Linked DNA regions of Mus musculus: region 1 is linked to region 2. The links are chromatin contacts, called in public HiChIP or PLAC-seq maps. All regions are on one chromosome and are shown on one strand. The core of a region is the stretch at or near the end of the contact, and the rest is flanking DNA. Distances in the headings are between cores, read along the strand shown.

What was found. HiChIP or PLAC-seq counts read pairs in DNA pulled down with a chosen protein or histone mark.
Region 1: a contact with region 2 is called in an H3K27ac HiChIP or PLAC-seq map of the NIH/3T3 cell line, with 12 times the contacts expected there. The contact joins the promoter of 9530027J09Rik here to the enhancer-like site in region 2. A contact is called at or near these places in 1 of 15 datasets of contacts at CTCF or cohesin (the NIH/3T3 cell line), 30 of 484 Hi-C or Micro-C datasets (3T3-L1-derived adipocytes, the C2C12 cell line, CD4 T cells and 16 more), 6 of 115 datasets of contacts at active chromatin or transcription factors (the NIH/3T3 cell line, embryonic forebrain, embryonic stem cells and 2 more) and 1 of 9 other capture datasets (embryonic stem cells).

What each region holds. Positions count from the first base shown.
Region 1 is chrX:48,283,376-48,287,830 of GRCm38.p6, reverse strand. 9530027J09Rik (RIKEN cDNA 9530027J09 gene) reads left to right here and starts at 2,405. Exons shown (of 4, transcript NR_045916.1): 1 at 2,405-2,436; 2 at 4,184-4,265.
Region 2 is chrX:47,986,136-47,990,286 of GRCm38.p6, reverse strand. No RefSeq gene overlaps it. Among named protein-coding and RNA genes, the nearest start is that of Apln, 47 kb to the left of the region's middle. Within about 2 kb of position 1,701, at least 19 of the 459 cell types and tissues checked have an H3K27ac peak or open chromatin away from gene starts, as enhancers often do. A contact at or near this core is called in the C2C12 cell line, the NIH/3T3 cell line and embryonic fibroblasts, where this site is marked.

The DNA of each region.
Region 1 (4,455 bases), core at 1,156-3,655, 300 kb before region 2:
AAACAAAACAAAACTGTTGAGCCTGGCAAAGTGACACTGTGTTTACTGTTTTTTTCCCCCAGTGTTAATTGTGAACATTTTCCAAATATGTATTTTGATGTGCTAACAGTCCCTAAAGAGAACTGCGGAACAGTTCAGTGATCTCCTGCAGCTTCAGTCCCACTCCCCTTAATCTCTTCGGTGGTGAGGGGGAGAAAAATCTTGGCTAGCATGGGGAAGGGGCTGGTGACAGTCTCCAACTGATGAATAATCAGGGGGCAGAAGAACTGGGCTGGGCCTTGGGGATAAGCCTTGCAATATCCCCTCTCTAGCTTGAAGAGGGAATTTGGTATTTCTTTCTTGGACAATAAGAACATCTGTGCCAAGGCAGAGGAGGAGGCCGGGCGATCCGAGGCATCTCTGCTGGAGTCTCTTGACACTGTCTGATTGTTACTGTTTCAGTTTCTGCTTGGATCAGTGACCGAGTCCATTTAGAGCAGGCTGGCTTGGGTGAAGACAGTGTAGGGCTGAGGAGGAACAGGGGACACAGAGCAACTAGGGAGGGGTGGGGTTTTGAGGTGGGCAGGGAGCTTTACTAGCCCGAAAGTGAGCAGGTTACAAATGAGCTGCTGCAAAGCTCAGGATGAATATACCCATAAATGGGAGGATGGAGTCTTTGCACTGTCCCCCACCCCTACCTTCCCAGCCCGCCGTAAGTGCTGCTGATGGAGTCCAGTCTGTTTGCAGGCTTCTTCAAATGACAGATTGGGGTTCAGCTCGACCTGGGGACAAGTAGATGAAGAGCTACAGGTTTGTTCCTTATATGGGACAGTTTGTTTCACAGTGAGAAAGTCCTGCCTACTTACTTTTTCTCGGTTTCCGTTGTAAACTGAAATGGATGATTTTATGTCTCCTTGCAAACCCACTCCCAGAAGTGGATAGTGCTAACACTTGTATTCAGTTGGTGACTAGAACTATATACCTGGCGCCACTAGCTCTGCTTTGGATTGCAGACGAGCTAAAGCAGCTTCCTTAGTTTCTCCCTCACTCAGGTGCAGTTCCGGAACAGTTCTGGAGACCCAGAGGCAGGCATTTGCCTCCTGCATAAGTACTTTCATCAGCTTTACACACCATTGCTTGTCCATCCCTTTGGGCACCATGCTGTGCCTGGCGCAAGCTAGTAATCCCCAACTGGTCCTGGCCCTTGCCAGTTTACAACCTTAAGTCACAAAGGCGGGCAGTTAACAAACACATCCAGTTATCTGCCAATCACAAGAGATCCATTGAGTGAGCTAGGGTGAGGAACAGGGACCTCCTTCAAAGAACTTCCAGTCTGCTGCGTAAATAAGGTTTTGGCAGAAGAGGTTCAGGGGAGAGATACCGCCAACGTCGGCATTATGGAACAGATATATTTTTTAGTTATTGGCCTGTGGCTTGGTTCTCTACTTAAGACACAACCCTCACCTGAGATGAAAGAGTTTAGTTCCAGGCCCTCCACCTGCAGACAGTTGATACAAAGCACTAGGCTGAGAAGTGCATGCCCCCTGTCTCCCTGGGTGGTCAGGGCTTATCACTTGTTTTCACTGATGGAGCCCGATGGACCATAACTAAACTACAGCCCCTGATGCTGGGAGGATTTTCGGTACAGCATCTCAACCTAGGCCCGCTGAGCGCGAGACCTCAGGTGGGAGCAGCCTACTGAATGCACAGGTTTTGGGTGAAGACTGAAGGAGGCTTTGGGTAAAGACATCCCTGGCATTCTGGTCGCAGTGTCTCCCCTGGGCGCGCCGGGCAGGCCAGAGGAGCCGCGCTCAGCAGGTCCCTATACTCTTCCGACGGGCACAAGGTCCCGGGCGGGTTCCGAGAGCCGGACTATGTAAAGGCGGCCAGGACTGGCCCAGTTTGGGTTTGTGCTCCTAGGGCTGTGGGTCCGATCGTGCGGTGCCCGCACCATTGCAAAGAAAGAGGCTTCCCCGAGGGCGGGTTGCACCGTGTCCCGGACCGGGCGACTTTGGGGCCTGGGCGAGGTAGCAAAGCAGGGCGGAGGGAGGAGTGCAAGTGTGGGGAGAACGCGCGGGAGCCCGAGCCCGCGGCCCGAAAAGGGTGGGTCTGGGATCTGCGGAGGTTGTGGCGGGAGGAGCGAACCAGGGAACGAGGGAGGTGGGCCCGGCTGGAGGGCCCCGAGCCACCGGGGATTGGCGGGGGGGGGGGGGGGGGCGGAGCGCCGAGGGTGGAGATGGGGCCGCGGGAGGGAGGGGAGCCGGCGGGGCGCGGCCAGGGGGCGGGGCGCCCGGACCTGGGGAAGATAAGAGCGTGCTCGCGGGGAGCGAGGGCGGGCGGGAGGGAGGGGCGGGGGACTTAGAGACCAAAGAGGAGACAAAAGGACCGGGTGTGTGGGAGGGGCATAGACAAGCGGGGGCTAGGGGAGGGGCGCCAGGGGACGACTCGCAGGGAGGGGTGTGTGAGTGTGTGTGTGGGGGGAATGGCGTGGGAGGGACTTAGAGTGGGACGTGAAGGGACAGCATAAGAGAGCGCGGGGGTACAGAGAAAGGGGGGGGGCAGGAGTGCTCCACCACGCTGGCCACGAAGGGGAGGGGACACCGTGAAGTGGAGGCCGCTGGGAGGAACGGCCACACACAGGGAGGGAGGTCCCGGGGATGGATGGACAGTCCGCTAGAAAGAGGGACCCGGAGGGGAAGGGTGTACAGACTCGGGGAGAAAGCCTTTCGAGAACCCAAGGGTGGAGGCTGATGGGCGTGTATCAAGCGCGGAGGGCTGGGATTGAAAGCTGCCCTTTGGGATGACCAAAAGACCAGTGGGGGCTGCAACAGACGGGACAGGGCTACTAAGGAGGGCGAAAACTGCTCAAGGGAAAGTGGAACCTAAGAGGGTTGTAGAAGGGTGGCGGGGGTGGCTTCGGGCTCGGCAGGAAGGCGCCACCACCGCCTTCTGCCCGTCCCCAATGTGCCCCGCCCCGTCCGGGGGCCCTAAGGGCAGCGGCCGGGCCATGGGGGAGCCGAGCCAGGGCGGTACCATTCGGAACGGGAGGGGGGGTTGGGGGAAGGGAGGAGCCAGGGGTCAGAACCCTGTTGGGGGCGGGAGGGGGGCGCCACACCCTGGGAAAAAGGCTTGGGCACATCCAGAGCCGACCAATCAGTAAGCAAAGCCGGGGTGGCGTCAAGGGGCAGCTTTGGCCAATAGGAAGGAAGAACACTTCGGAGGTTCGGAGGAAGAAAAGGAAAAAAAAAAAAAAAAGAGCCCCACGAAACAACAATTGAATCCGTTTGGGGGCTTGGAAAACGGGGAGTGGGCGTCGTTTATGTCATGTTCCAGCGTCTGCCCTCGCCTTCGAAGGATGGGGTGGCTTGCATCACTTTAGTGTTGTATGGCGCAAACATCGCGCAGAAGGGTCCCGAGAAAGTAGACCCGGAATTGTCCACTTATTGGTGCTTCGATTTGGGAACTGGTTTGCACAGAGATGGCAGCTTTGTGCTTAAGAGTGAAAGAATGTTGAGGTATCTTAAATGGAGGCAGGAGGAGGTAGAGGTTCCTCATTCCCCTTCACTGGCTACCGATTTAAGTGACAGCTAGCGGAGCGGATTATGGACAATCTCAAGCCAGTGCATAAGTTAAAAAATGTCCTTTGGGCATTGAACACTACTCATTATATTTATTTCCCTTGACAGCCAGTCCCAGGTACTTCCTGAGGACTATTGGTAAGAGCACACACAGTTACCACTCAGAAATTCTGGGAGAAAAAAAATTGTATGACTTTTGACTTCCAAGTTAGCCTAAGGTTCTAGTTCCTGATTCACCATGTAACATGGGACTTATCACATTCTCTGAAATCTTATCGTATGGAAATCAAGGTATTGGTAGGTAGGCAGCTGGAGGTCTAACCATTTTGGAATTCATTTGGAGAGTAGTAGCATGCCTGACAGAGGTCCAGATGGAATGGGTGGGTGGGTGGGGGGTTGTAAAGACCCAAAACCATGGTAGCAATAGGACCGGTGATCTAAAGGTCTAAAGCTGCAACCGTAGCATAGTGTGTCTCAGAGGGGTTCACACCTTCCAGCATATTCTGAGTTTGGATCTTGTGATAAGGTTCTGAGGGGTGAGTCTCCCCTAGAGAACACGAGGTGCAGCGTGGTTTAGGGCCTTGGGCATGCTAAGCACTAATGCTGCCACTGCATTACACCACCAGCCTGCCACCCATGGATACAAAAGTCCGCGTTAATGACCATATGGCTGAATCCTGCTTGAATCCCTGGTGAGGAACTGGCTGGGTGAGTTAGAAAGGAAACACGTTTACTTCTGAGATTGCATACGTGTCCCTGTAAAGTGAGGAAAAAGCCTGTCTTGTTACTATGAAGACATACAAAAAACCGATACTGCTCTTTCAGCTTTCTGTCGACATGCCTCCATGGCTCTACTTTTAGGGGTTGCTGGGGGGGGGGGGGGATCAAACCTGGGCCT
Region 2 (4,151 bases), core at 452-2,951:
AAACAAAATGAAACACAGATGGTCCAGTTACATTTGAACTTTACAGAGAGAATGCTTTAAGTGTGTGACCCAAATGTAGTACAAGGTAGAAACTGATTCTATGTACCTGAGATTCAAATTCAACTAGGTGGCTTGTACTCTGTCTGTCATCCCAGTCTTAGATTTATCACAGAGAGATGATGGTTAGTGGCTTGGGCTATGATGGAGAGAGAGAGTTGAATAGAAGTGGGAAAGAACTTGGAATGACAAGGATGTGGGATCATGAAAGAGAAGGAGGTGTCAAACATGACAGTGTCCACTTTTGTCCCTTGGCAGCCTGCTGGTAAAGAGCCTAAGGTGAGATCCTTTGACTCAGCCATGCCTGGGGAAGGTGCTCCAGGCTGAATTGCTCAAACCCTTCCAAATCACTAGCCTTCTTCCACGGCTCACCTTACAAACAAAGCTACTTGTGACCAAACCCCTTCCACTCAGAGAACTGACATGGGACTGTCACAGTGTGGTTCCTCAGGATGGACATGCAGTCCCTCCAGGTGTCTAGGCTGGCCACCACAACAGATGACTGCCCAGTTCTCCAATACATTCCTGTCCCTTCTAGAGTCACAAGAAGTCAAAAAGAACCATGGATCTCCTCCACAGAGGAGATTGGGAGAATGTACCAAGAAGCAATTCTTGAGACTCAAAGAATGGGAAGTGAGAGAAAACCAGGTGGCATCAGGGGACCTTGTGGGCTGGCACTTTTGACTGGTCTCATTACCAGGGTTGTTAGGAATAAGCCAGGTTTAGCAATTTGTCTTCAATAGGCCAACTGAACAAATAAGGAATAGTGAAAATTTGCAAGAGAAAAGGGTTTTACATATGTATTCAATGCACAAGTCCTTAAAAAAAAAAAAAAAAGTCTGAGCCAGGCAGTGGTGGTGCACGCCTTTAATCCCAGCACCGGGGAGGCAGAGGCAGGCAGATTTCTGAGTTCAAGGCCAGCCTGGTCTACAGAGTGAGTTCCAGGACAGCCAGGGCTACACAGAGAACCCGTGTCATGAAACCTCCCCCAACCCCTGCAAAATAATAAAACCAGAAAAGGACAGAAAGGCCTGGTGCCTATGCCTCCCCATGTTCATCTTCTGGGTACTGTCAAGTAGATTTAAATAGAGGACTAGAGATATGGATAACTAAGCAATGCCATGGTCTCCCCCATCACTGACCCTTCATTGTCCGCATGAGCTCTACCCTGTCTCTCCTGTAAGGTGGTCTGACAGGTTGTCCAAACTGTGTGGAATCTTGGGAGCTAAGTTCCTCCTTTGGTTGCCACCATGACCTCTGCCTTTCCTTTTAGGAGCATGTATCTCCTATGGGAAACGACTTTATGGGTGCATTGTTTCAATCAACTTATAGCCAAGTTGGGAGGGTCCCAAGCTTCTCTTTAGCGTATCTTCATTCTTATCAGGATGGCTACATCCCAAAGGGGCTGCGAAAAACTTCAAAAGGAGCCCAACTCAGGAACTTCAGCATCTTCCCTTGCTTTCAGATTTCAGGGGGCAGCCAGGCTTTGAGGCAGAGGCTGAGCTAATCAGTGCACTCCTGTCTCTCCCCTGTCCCTCCCCCTGTTTCAGGTGTCACCCAACTGAGGGGACCAGCACACCCCTCTGCTTTCCATCATGGCTCAGGTTTGGGTTGGTCTTCTATTTTCCAGAGCCAAGATCTGGATTAAACACAAAGTTCATTATGTGGTGTAACTTTAAACCGTGAGTAATAACAGCCGGGACAAACTAAAGGACGTCAAGCATGTAAGGAATTGCTTTTTAAAAAATTACTTCTAATTCTTTTCAGATTGTAAGATTTGAGTGTCTACAAGGATCATCCTGCTGGCTTCGCTCTCACGTTCCCGTCTCTCTCCTTTGTCCACAGGGTCTCTAGTTGTCTAACTTGAAAAATGAAGCAGGGATCACTTCATCTTTTCTGGGATTACCTCAGTTCCTGGAGCAGCTCCACGGCCTGCAAGTTTTCCAGAATGTGATCCTCCAGGGGATTGATGAATCAGGGGTGGGCGGCACCATAGTCATGACCCATGAGTTATGCAACACCCTAGCTATAGTCTAGGAACTAATGAACGATGTTTGCCCAGCGCCCTCCCCTCCCCCCCCAGCTAAGGAGCCTGTGCTCTTCCCGTGTTAGTAAGACCCACTTCTTGTATGAGCCTCTGGCATGCTCTGCTCCCTCTGAGACCATCAGCTTCAGCCCTGCTTCCTGGCCAGCTCCAAAATGTACATGTTGTATATACACATTGTTGGCTCCTCTTCTTTCCAGCCGAGGAGTCTGCTTGCTGTATACTAGCTCCATCAAACCCTAACCCCCCAGTTCCCACAAGGCATTTGCTTATCTTCTGTACCTCTAAACTGATCATCCATCCAGGGACCTCATCAGGCAGAGGAAACTCTTCAGTCTGCAGCGGTGGGAATTTTATCTTGTTCTCAGGGTATGGGATGGATCCAACTCTGGATGGATTCTTCCAGATGGCGATCCAGTTGTCCCAGCCCTGTTGATTGAGTGCAGACAGGAGAACCAGTTCAGTACAATGAGAGGCTCACAGGGACTGAGGAGGAGTGTGGGAACGGCAGGTGCACCAGTTCACAGTCGCTCCATGCTCACTCCAGCTGTGAGTGATGAGGGGCGAAATGGCTGCTCAGAACCATATTTGTTAACTGCCGTTTCGTTGGTCTTCTGAGCATTCATGTATGAATTCTTTTGAGTTAAATGATGGATAGCATAGACTTGCTACCAAAGATTGTGCTAAAGGGCCCTGCCGCCACTTGGTAGGGCTCAGAGCAGAACAGTCTAGATTACAATGTTTCTCTGAAGGGCCAGGTAGTAAATGGTTTTGTTTGTGAGTCACTGCCGCAACCATGCAATTCTCTCATTGTAGTAAAACACAGTTATAGATAACCTGGAAAAAATAGCATTGCTGTGCTCCAATCAAACTTTGCTTACAAAATTAGATGGTATGTTGGATTTGGACCATGGTTTGCCAACCCCTGAGAGCCTCTAGAACAGAATTCTACAGAATTTGTTCACAGGAAAATCATACATTAGTCATATTGTATAGTATAATACTAAACATTATCACCAAGAGTCCTTGTGGCTAGGCAGGTGGGCGAGGCTTCTGGGTAAGGTCCCTCAGAAAGTATACCCTGTGTCTACTTTCTCCAAACAGGTTATTTTGGCATTCTGGGTTTCCCAGGGTGTCCTTGAATTTAGTATAAATCTCATCAGCTAGGGCACTACACAGAGGTGTTCACTCCAGTCCCCCTCACCACTTACAGCAGACTATTTCTGTTGGTAGGACTGTAGTGGCATTCATTGAGGACACAGAAAACTCAGGAAAGGTTTGGCTGCTTTGGTTTTTTTTTTTTAAATGATGGGTTCAGTCCAAGATAAATGTGGGGCATCTGGGCGGAGCTCTCTAGTCTGTAGTGACATATAAGTATTCACTTAATGTCAACTCAACCCGTTTTATGCTTTCATAGAAAGAGAAAATACTGGTGGGAAGTATTCTGAATGCCACTCACGCTCGGGCCAAGCAATTGTGTTCAGGGAATCAATGTGAGATGTCGCTCTGCCATCCCTTTAGCAGCTGTCAGTTCTAACTTATGTCTTGTGGTATGATTATCTCCCTGGAGTGAGCATGATTCCTATATTTAAAGAGATCAGTGGGTGCCAGGTGGGGGTGGCATAACACCTTGAATCCCAGCACTCGTGAAGGCAGAGGAAGGTGGATCTCTGAGTTCAAAACCAGCCTTGTCTATGGACTGAGTTCCAGGACAGCCAGGGCTATACAGAGAAACCCTATCTTGAAAACACACACACACACACACACACACACACACACACACACTCCACAGAGACAGTCAAAGACAGAAACAGTGACAGAGGTAGGGATGGAGATTGGAGGTGGGGAGGAGGGGGAGGGAGAGGGAGGGAGGGAAGGAGAGAGAGAGAGGAAGGAAGGGAAGAAGACAGAGGGGGGCACTCACACATTCTGGAACATTACCTTGCATTGGGAATAGTTAGGGGACTCTAGCCCCTGTGATCACTCCATTATTTTTAAAAAATAGCAGACTTCAGAACACCAACCAAGTAGGTGATAACACCAATGTAAA